Linked DNA regions of Mus musculus: region 1 is linked to region 2. A link is a contact called in public HiChIP or PLAC-seq data. All regions are on one chromosome and are shown on one strand. The core of a region is the stretch at or near the end of the contact, and the rest is flanking DNA. Distances in the headings are between cores, read along the strand shown. Region 1 overlaps Itga8 (integrin alpha 8). Region 2 has its middle 150 kb from the start of Gm34768.

What was found. HiChIP or PLAC-seq counts read pairs in DNA pulled down with a chosen protein or histone mark.
Region 1: a contact with region 2 is called in an H3K27ac HiChIP or PLAC-seq map of the NIH/3T3 cell line, with 3 times the contacts expected there. The contact joins two enhancer-like sites. A contact is called at or near these places in 8 of 484 Hi-C or Micro-C datasets (the N1E-115 cell line, adipose-derived mesenchymal stem cells, cortical neurons and 4 more), 1 of 115 datasets of contacts at active chromatin or transcription factors (the NIH/3T3 cell line) and 2 of 9 other capture datasets (bone marrow-derived macrophages and embryonic stem cells).

What each region holds. Positions count from the first base shown.
Region 1 is chr2:12,209,325-12,214,871 of GRCm38.p6, reverse strand. All of the region lies in intron 13 of Itga8 (integrin alpha 8), which reads left to right. Among named protein-coding and RNA genes, the nearest start is that of E030013I19Rik, 89 kb to the left of the region's middle. Within about 2 kb of position 2,276, at least 31 of the 459 cell types and tissues checked have an H3K27ac peak or open chromatin away from gene starts, as enhancers often do. A contact at or near this core is called in the NIH/3T3 cell line, where this site is marked.
Region 2 is chr2:12,051,512-12,056,729 of GRCm38.p6, reverse strand. No RefSeq gene overlaps it. Among named protein-coding and RNA genes, the nearest start is that of Gm34768, 150 kb to the right of the region's middle. Within about 2 kb of position 2,844, at least 46 of the 459 cell types and tissues checked have an H3K27ac peak or open chromatin away from gene starts, as enhancers often do. A contact at or near this core is called in the NIH/3T3 cell line, where this site is marked.

The DNA of each region.
Region 1 (5,547 bases), core at 1,027-3,526, 160 kb before region 2:
TGGGCTACTCAGTACACAGTATCACCTTGGGTTTTACGCTGGTGCTGGGGATCTGAACTTAGGTCCTCATCATGGTACGTGGAGCACTGTGCTGTGCTCACCCTCACTCTGAAATGACCCATTTGAAAAAGATAACCAGGAAAGTCTTCTTGGGCCCTTTCTAATTGCATTGTTAATGGAATTATTTTCCATGTGATATTTATATTTTAGTGATATTTTCCTATGATAATGATAGGGATCATTATCTGAATCTGTTAATTAGCCCTAAGAAATTTTTACAAGACAGTGAATGAACAGAAGGGCTGGGATCTGGCCAGGCCTTAGATGCAATTGGGAAGTAGGTGGACCTCATTTGGGGATGCTCAGAGCCTCTCTTCTCTGTATGTTCTTCTTTCTATTCATGAAAGCTGCAGAGTGCCCAAAGTTTGCCTTCCCTTAAACGTGTGCTGTAGAAGAGAGGATAATATCACTGTTATCAATTTAGGAGTGATTAGGAGAGCCAAGAACCATCTATAAATTTTATTGCTATGGGCCCTAGTCGTTGTGGTTTATTGTCTCTGTTTTGCTGGGTATAGAAGCAAGGCTGTATACATGCTGAACAAGCACTCGCCTATTAGTACCTTGTCAGCGCTTGACCTCGGTGTTTAAGAAGCCCCTTAGTGAGTTGGATCCTGGCCTGTGTTCTGTAAAGCATGGCTTGTGCTCCATGTTCAGCGAGATGCTGAGAAATGAGGTACCTGGAGCTACTGGGATAAATGCCCGTCTCCCCTACTCCTCTTCAATCTGTAATTCGTATCTTTACAACCGCCCTCCAAAATTCAGAAAACAAAACAATAACAAAAAGCATGTATTTCCTCCTACTCTTGTGAAGAAGTCCAAAACCAAGATGGTTGTGGAGTTGGCTCCTTCCTCAGCTCTCGCCTCGGTTTGTGCTGACCGTCAAGCGGTCTCATGGTCCAGGGTGCAAGTCCTATTTCCTCTTACAATACCAGGACTATGGGATTAGAACCCACCACATGAGAGCATTTTAAATTAACACCCTACGTATAGACATACCCTAAGGGGCTTCCTAAGGAAGAAATTTTACACCATGAGATCTATTTAGTATATATTTTTAATAAAAGGTTTAGATATGTACAAAATGTATTGCCATTATACCCTCCCCCATCTCTTTTTCCTACCTACCCCCTCCCACTCCTTCTGAGTCCCTTCTTCTCCACCCGAAGCACCCCTCTTACTCTCATGTCTTTTGAAAAAGTACACACTTCAGTGCACAATACTTAGAGAGCATATAAAACCCCATAATGTTTTAATCACAGGAATTTTCCCTCAGGCGGGATATGCGAGTATTGGGGGCTTGTGGCTTTTCTGGGGACTGTGAACTCATTTCGTATAAACTGACAAAGGACCCTAGTCCTGAAGAAGAAAACTTTTCTCCAGAATGTTTGACAGCTGCTGGACAGCACACACACACACACACACACACACACACACACACACACACACACACATTGCATCAGCATGGCCCCTGACAAAGATCAAGTGAGACTATTCGTAGTGACGCTGAAGGCAGAAGGAGGGGGAGGAGAGGTCCTTGCAACCACAGGATGCTAATAATGTGTAGAAAACTATTTTCATAAGGCACACTCATTGTTTGATAGTCTGCTCTTGGTTTTTTTTTTTTTTTTGTGGGATTTTTTTTTAAAAGGGAAAATAAACCCTCTGTAAATCACAAAGCTGAAACCTAATCCTTTGCTCAGTCTCATAACTGTGTTTCTTTGGAGTTCATTTGGAAGCATTTCAGACAGATTGTTAGCATTATTGCTTTCTGGGACAAAGTAGTGCTTTTTTTTTCTCGAACATTTCTTCCTCAACTCATAACTTTTCTCTCAGTAATATTTTGCATGTTGTGATAAAATAGCAAGAGAGACATCTATTTTTAGATTAACATAGTTGCCAAACTTTAGGAGACTCCTCTAAGGCCAGCTTCCCACAGGCATGAGCTGGTTTTCTGCTACCCCCCAAATGCCAATTTCTCTATTGCCAGACTCACATGCTGCTGTTTTTAACCCCAGAACTCTGTAACAGCTGTCAAGGCTTATATCTCTCTTAGTTTCCTCACTATGTAGAGGAAAAGATCATGATGGGTCTCCAGAAATGACTTTCTCTTAACTGCTTCTTTTGGTCTTTACATACTCTGGGAAGAGGCCTAGCACAAACGGACCCTGGGACAGTGATTGGCAGGGCCTCGAAGAAAGTCTAAGTTGTATGACTAACAGCAATCTCGAAACAGGGATCAAGAGTTAGTAGCTTGAGTCACAAAGGTGAGGCCAACATTCATATGTACAGGCTGAGAAAGCCATGCATACACACACACACACACACACACACACACACACACACACCTCTGCAGGAGAAAGGCTACAGTACAAGGTTCGGAGGCTTGGGTTAGATATGAGCACACATAAAATCTCATTCATCCAACCCCAACAAATTCTACTCTTCAGGTTACTTTCTTATTTCAGGACCTTCAAAAGCTTCATCAGCTATGAGTGAATGGAGGTTTGTTCAAGGGTATGAAAAAGTCAGCAGCAAAGTAAAACAGGATTTGGCAAGCCTAGGTCTTCACCTTCCAAACCCAGCAATGTGCCAGCTGACAGACAGCATGGGATTTAAAACAGGGCTTCCAAGGTTTAGAGGGAACCCAGGGAGAGGCCACATGCAAATCTAAATTGCCCTAATAATCAGTCATATACATATGTAACCACCTATGTACACCGATTTTTTACTGTGACTTTCCAAAATCTGGAAACATCTATGAAGTCTCTTAGTGAGACCAGACAATCCAGCTGTGGGCTGTGTGACGTTAACTGGGCCAGGTGGTGCTTACATATAATCCCAGCTCTTGGGAGTTGGAGGTGGGAGGATCTGAAACTCATGAACATCCTTGGCTACATACCAAGTTCAAGGCTAGCCTGGGCTATATGAGAACCCATCTGGAAAACAAGCAACAACAACAGCCTTTCAAGAAAAATATCCGTTTATGCTCTCATAAACCAGGCCCACGAACTAGTCCTGCCCCACGTCCCATCTCACATCCTGCTAAAGTGAAAGGCTAGGAATAACTTCTCATCCCTCCCCTTGTTTGCAATCCTTTGATGACTAGTGAAGTTAAATATCTTCCCATAATTTGTTGACCCATAAATTTTTATGTGAATTCTCCCCTTATAGTTTTTTATGAGTATGTTCATGCGTTTATCAACCTCTATGAGTTTTTTCTTTTTTTCTTTTTAACAGATCAGGCATAAACAATAGCCACTAGCAGTTCTTTTTTATTAGGTGTCAAACACTCTGGTAGCCATTGAGAAATGCTAACCTTTGATCAGGGTTTCCCTGCTCCTCCTGTTCTTTCAAACATGCTCTACTGCATTTGCTAAAATTATAACTGGAGAATTCCTGATGCTCTCTTTATTTTCTCTATTTTTAAGGTGTCACCTCTTGAGTTGTGTTAGTCTTTTCCGACAACTACTACCTTTGCATATATGTTTTCTTAGGGCATTTATTTATTTTTAAATTTCTTGTATGGGGGATGTGTGTGCCTATTCAGAAGCTGGCAAGGGACGCTGGGAACCCTCCATTACTTCTCTCTGCCTTATTGCCTTTGGACACTGTTTCTGCTAAGTTAAATGCTGGAGCTAAAGGCATAAGCAGTCATAACTGGCTTTTTATGTGGGTGCTGGGATTTGAACCCAGGTCCCCATGATCTTACTCACTGAACTCCCCCTCTCCAGGTTTTGTTGGATATTCTCATCACAACCCCCATTGTCCAGAACAACTCTAAATTAGTATGTGTGCCAGTGTGCTGGACACATGCTTGCACACATATGCTCACCTGTGTTGCAAATTAGCAGCCATAGATGGACAATGTGCTTTTTCCTGTATCACTATCCACCTTAGTTTTAAGGCAGATTCTCTTGCTGAACCTAGAACACAGGAATACAGCTAGCCCACCTGACCAGCCACCCTCAGAGAAGTCCTCTCCAGCCCTGACACTATAGACACATCCCACACCTGGATTTTACATTGGTGCTGAGAATCTGACCGTGGACTCTCATGCTTGCACAACAAACATTTTGCCTACTGAGCCATTCCCAGCCTAGAAACCCTTTTTTGAGTTCCAAATAAAAAGAAACCGTCTAAGGCCCTTTGTTGCAGCACTCTTCAGATTAGTGTGTTCCTCAGGATGATGAGACAAAGAGAAAAACTTCCAGAAGGGAGGTGACTTCCAGGTGAGAAAGACTGCCTGAGCTTATCAAGTAAAGGTGTAGGGGTGACAGAGGCTTCTCCAGGAAGTGACCCTGAAGGAAGTTAGGGTTTCATTGTTGTTGTTTTGTTTTGTTTTCCAATACCCTGCATTTTTTCTTATGATAGTTCCATAGTACAGCATGAAATACATCTGTAAATTTGTTTTTTTTCCCAGAATTTGATTTACTTTACATCCCGATCTTACCCTTCCCTCCCTCTTCTCCCAGTCCCACCCTGGCAAATCTCTTCCCCTGTTACCTCCTCCCCTTCTCAGAGAGGGGGAAGCCCCTCTTTGGTACCACTGCACTCTAAGACATCCAGGTGCAGCAGGACTGAGCAACCTAGATGAAGAGTTAGTGGAGCACTGTCACCTCTCTGTCACTCCTGAGTAGCCCTTGCCAGAAGTCCTCCCTCCTTGCTGCATGCTCCCTGCCTGACCAAACCTTGAGCAAACCCTCCAAAGGAAGTCAGCCTTTGGAACAAACTTTCATCTCTAAGATTTCCTTCCTTGGGATGTCAGACTCTGTAGCCCAAGCACTCCCTTGACAACTTGGGTGATTCCCTTCCTTCTTATTTAAAAATAAACCAAAAAAATATTTAAATTATTATAAAAATTATTTTAAAATTAAAAAAAGGGAGACAGATGGCTAATTTACGAGGTTGAGATCAGCCTGGTCTACAGAGTGCATACTAGGCTGGTCTCAGTTACAGGACAGCTGAGCCTGCACAGAGAAACCCTATCTCGAAAAATCACAAACAAACACGATGATTAGTGTGTATGATTCAGCTGAACATATACTAAAAATGACAGTTTGGGGGACTGTAGTAAAGGACATGAGCGTGGCTCATTCCCAATGACATCACCTTTTATTAGGGTCACTTTTTCTGGACAACTGACCCTGCATTTATGCTAATGTCTCCTTTCTGTTTCCTTAAGAGGACCCATCCTGCTTCCAAAGGAAAACAAATTCCATGTTTCAGGCCAGGGAGTGCTTGACAAAGGCCTGAAGCATTTGGAGAGCATTTTCTGATTGAGTGGAAAGAACTGATTTTAGTTGCCAGTTATTTCTTCCAGAAAAACAAAACAAAACAAAAACAGCTAATGTGTATATGTGGAGAAGGGCACCATTTTTTCATTTGTTTGTTTTTGGATTTGCCTTTGAGGAATTTCTTATAAAAGCATGAGCTCGGTGTAAGACCTGTTATCTATAAGGGAGTGGGGAGAAGATTTATATGGTTAGA
Region 2 (5,218 bases), core at 1,595-4,094:
TAGAAAAATCACACTATTTGTAATCTACACAATCGTCTCACTTTCTATTCTTTGCCCAGTTGCCTCTTGCTCACCTCTAACTTCTATCAATATGACCAGCAAGCCACACATAAACCTCTGAGGTATGTTAACCACTTCTATTCTTTCCTTTGAGATGGCTCCAGATTGGTCACTCTCATGCTTGAGTCAGACTGGAGAGCCCTTACCAGGGAAAAATTCATATTCTCATTTCTCAAAAGCTCATATTCCCATTTCTCAAGGGGGCCTTGCATTGCCCCAGCCACTTGTTAACAAGAGCAGCAGCTGACCTACATGTCCTGGACATGCACAGATGGGACACAGCACCTGCGCAATAGCATAGGGAGATAAAGCAAAGAAGAGTCCCTGTTCCCAAGACTTCTCACAGACCATATAATCACACACACACACACACACACACACACACACACACACACACCCACACACACACACACACACACACATGTGGCCAGTCTCTCTCTCTCTCTCTCTCTCTCTCTCTCTCTCTCTCTCTCTCTCTCTCTCTGTTTTCTCTGGCTATTTGTTTTTATTTGTAGTTCATAATCAAACATCTGCATGTGAGTTTTGCTTATCTTTGAGCTTCACTTCCTTTGATAACCAACTCAGTCTTTGATCCCCAGTTACAATATTACAAGTATATTATTTTTTAAAGAAAAAAGGGGAGGGAGAGAGAATAAAAGGTGTCTGTGAGAGAGAGAGAGAGAGAGAGAGAGAGAGAGAGAGAGAGAGAGAGAAATAGGTCAGAAGTGTTGGATCCCCCAGAGTTGGAGTTACAGGTGGTTATCAGCCACCTAATGTGGATGCTGCGATTTAAACTCAGGTCCTCTGCAAGAGAGCTCTAACCTCTTAACCGCTGAGCTGTCTCCTCACCATATCCTACCCACATCAAGTTAAAATTTTTAGATAGAACTGCTGATAGTTCTGTTTCAGACAGTTTTCCAACCACGCCCATTATACACATCCAAGGAGCAATATCCCATAGTCCTTAGAGCACTCGCTCTTATATGGGCTCAGGGTAGAGCAACTCTCTATGACAGCATAGAATGAGAAAAGGCACAGAATATTAAATTAAATACATTAGGCACCCATGAAGACTGACCAAGGTATGTTAACATGAGGCTGCTACGTGACTATTTAGAGGGACAGATACTTCAGTTCAAGAAGTGGGAACCAGGAGGGGCTGAAAGCTGTGTCCTGGAGCCAATCACTAATCACATTCACATCAAACCTACCTTATATGAACTGGCCTTGAGGCAGGATGAAAACCATGACAACAATATGAACTGCAGGAAGAAAAGAAAATTCCTCACACTCAGGAGTCTGATTAAGGCCTGTCTCTGTCTCTGTTACTGCTGACAGCCCCATCTGATAGCAAGACATACAGGGTACACTGAGGAGACCTGATGCCTCTCTGAGATATGGGCCCCTCCTTTATCCAGAGTCTCCCCAGTGACCCAGTACATTTCAGTTGCTGAAACTTCCCTGAGTGCATGATGGCTTCCTCCAACCTTTCTTCCCGTGGTGCTCCCTGGGTTAGAGTCTGCAGTAGTATGATTGCTCTCAGCCTGTCCTGGCTCCCAGACCATATCCTTCTTCAGAGGTATCCCTCTACATGGATATGCTCATATCATCGGCCTCATCTTCACCTGTCAAACTCATCTTAGTGTCTACTTTTTCCAGGACTCAGACTATCCTAGCCTGGTGGCCCTTCTGTGAAACACAACTGTGGCTGGAGAGATGTAGAGGACTCCCTGGTGACAGGCCCTCAGCTGGTCTGAACACCAGGCATGTACTTTCTTTTCTAGTCCAAAAGGGCAATGCTTTGATGCTTTTAGACACACATATTGAGAGAGAGAGAGAGAGAAAGAGAGAGAGAGAGAGAAAGAGAGAGAGAGAGAGAGATGCAGACAGACAGAGACATAAACACACACACAGATGGGGAGAGGTGGGAGAGAAAGACAGAAAAAAGGGGGAGAGACATTCAGAGACAGAAAGAGAAGGAGAGAGAGAGATGAAGATGGGTTGGGGGACTTCTTGCTTCAATTTCTGTTAAATTTGTCCCAGTTTCTCCCCTGCCTCCAGCCATGTGTGCATCTTCAGCACCTGACCTGGTACATACTTCAGTACAGATTATAAACTTCATACTTCATTTTTGTCCTCTATAAAAGAAAAAGTTTCCTGTGAGATTTCAAGTATAATTAATCCCTTTCTTTTCAATGTGACCCTCCTCCCCAATGGCTAGGGAACCTTTTCACGCTGTTTTTAACTCTCTCTTGGGTTTCTGTCCCTATTCCACGGGAGGTTTGTCAGTCTTTCTCCACCTCAATAACTCCTTTGAAAGTAGCAGTGAGTCAGCCTGGTTGCTGACTCTTCTGCCGACCTCATCCTTGTTAAAGATGTTTGAAATCCAAATGTTCCCCTGCTGGACTATGAAGGATCTCTCTGCTGCAAGCTAAAGGAAGGTGGGCCTGCAAATACAAATTCAGAATTTCTAAGTGGAAATTTCAAAAAATTCAGGAAGAAAAATAAACAACTCTCCCTGGAAGAAGGCCCTCTCTTTGATGACCTTTGCTGATCCAGGAACTCCTTGGGGGGTCCTTTCCACCTCTGGACATAGGGCAGAATCCTGGGGAGGGTCACTGCCCCAGATGTGGCTGGCGCCTCCTTTTGTCCCCTAAGCTACACACACACACACACACACACACACACACACACACACACACACGCACACGTCTTATTTTATCTTCCTGGTGATGTAAGCTTTGGCACTGACTCATGGTCCTTGTGGAGGTTTGCGTGAGTAACTGAGCCAAAACCCTTATAGAGAGATGCACAGAGTGATTCGGAGAGCCCCTGAATATGTGCAAACAGTACCTGCCATTGTTTTCTGCCATTTGATTTTTTTAACTCTTCCTCCTGTTTCCTTGCCTAAGGCAGCAAAGCTGTCTCCAAACGCTATACTAGGAATTCTCGGGTTGTAGCCAACAGGAAGAACCAGAGGCCCAATGCCACATCTCACAAAGCACTGGCCCAGGCCTGGTGGGACAAGAGAAGACCTCACTCCTCCTGCTGTAACTGTGATTCCCAAGCTATCCAGTAGATCTGGCCAACAACTATCAGGGCACCACATCAGCTCAGAGTCCAGTCCCTGCTTTAGCAGAAATGACTAAAATAGAAGGCTTTTCTAGACAAACAAATAACAGATTTTTTTTTTCTACTGCTTGTTCCTGTTTCTATTTTACTGTCCTTGGGGAATGTAGAAAAAGCAAATATTATCTATAGCGATTTCCTCTTATTAGTGACCACATGCAGGAGGCTTTATGTCCCCAAAGAATTTGTGACCTTTCCCAAGAAGACTTTCTCTAATATCCTCTCTCCAGTTATTTATTGTGACACTTCCAAAATAAACAACCATACAACCAGACACAGCCTGGATAGAGATGCCTGGAGTGAGGAGGGACTGCTTTCTAGCCATCTGCATAGAGAAATGGAATGATACCTTAGTCTGCTGAACTCAGTTGAGTTTTTCCAGTCACCCTTAAAGGCTGCAAGACCACGGGTTCCCCAGCTTCCTGTTCCAACTAAGAGGCAGCCACTTTGAGAGACAGATATCCCCATCCCTAAATGTAAATCTCTTGTGGCTATCCACAGGGTTCATGCAGCATTCAGGCAAGGTCTGGGATTTACATAGTGTGTTGAAACTAAGCCTTCAACAATTGTTCATCAAGTTTAATCTTAGCTTACAAATAGCCCTGCTAAGAGGTAAGGAATTCTGTCCTTCTTGGTATAGATACAAACCCTTCCATCTAAAAGCATGCTTTCTAAATCTAAACTCCACTGCAGATGTCCTAAAATGGAAGAAATCAAGCAATGAGATGTAATGGAAGACATAATTAATTGTCCTAGAGCTAGTGACCAAAATCACAATGAAGCAGGTCAGTCCTTGAAGACTTGAGTAATCCCTGAGTGACAGAAGAGAAACAAGAGCAGCCCACCACCCCGCCACATTTGAGGGTTTAGACACATCTTACTGTGTACCCTAGAGATGTCTCCCAAAAGCTTTGATATCTCCAGAGACAACTTCAGAAAGGAATGATGACTTTGTAGGTGAACCTTGTATGAAGCTACCTGCATCCCCGAGAAATCACTAAAGCTAAATTCTCTAACCTGAACAATGCAATGAGCCCAAGAGGCCCAGTGGCACACAAAATAGGAGTGGAGTTATTGCACCAACCACTTCATCACTTCTACTTCATGTCACATGAGATGAAGTGATGAGTGGGTCCCATAACACGCTTTTAGAAGCTGCTTTTACACTGAGCATTAACTCCTCCCTTGGGCTCAGAAAGTAAGGACGTGCAAGGTGAGAGCAGGCATCTCTGCCTTCAATCTCTTTCCGTCTCCTTTACCTTGAGTTGAACTCCTGCCTAACTCTGCCTAATTATGGTAACCACTGAAGGAGTGTCTGCCTATCTAATCTATCTCACTCCTTTTCAAGGCTACAGGCATGAAGATAAGTCATTGTCCTAAACAGTGAGTCTGCTTGTATTTTGGAAACAGCAAGGCCTTGTGGGCAAATCATCCATGTGATGAGGCTGCACCCTAAAGCAGAAGTGGTGTATCCTCTTAAACAGTCAGGGCTTGGACTACCTTCAAGGCTGAAGCAGAGACAATGACCAAAGAAAGCCCCCTTTGACCATGAACACCGCTATCCACATGCTTTCTTGTTCCAAATTCTTCTCTATTTAAAGCTAAATCTCATGTCAGTACCCAAAGATGAACTTGGGGTCAATGGACCCCCTATGTGCTCCTCCTCCCACGAGGTCACTTTTAGTAATGGAATCTTTATTGAGCTAACGTGGCCCAGTCTTGTCTCTGACGCTGTGTTCACACTGGAATGGTTGTTACAGAATTCATGAGAATCCAGGCTGGAGATAAACTCACAGCAAACATCTTTGAGTTGTCTGCTTTGTCATCTTTGCTAATGGACAAAACAAGTTACTGGAAAACCTGGAGGAAACAACACAGAACTTAAGGAAAATCAAGAGAGAGATAAAAATGGAATTCAAGGTGTGAATCTTTTAACCCAGGAATAGTATACACTGTGTGGAAGATTACCCACAAGGAAGGCTCCTGAAAATATTCTAGAACACAGAGTGAAGATCCTACAAGAGGCATG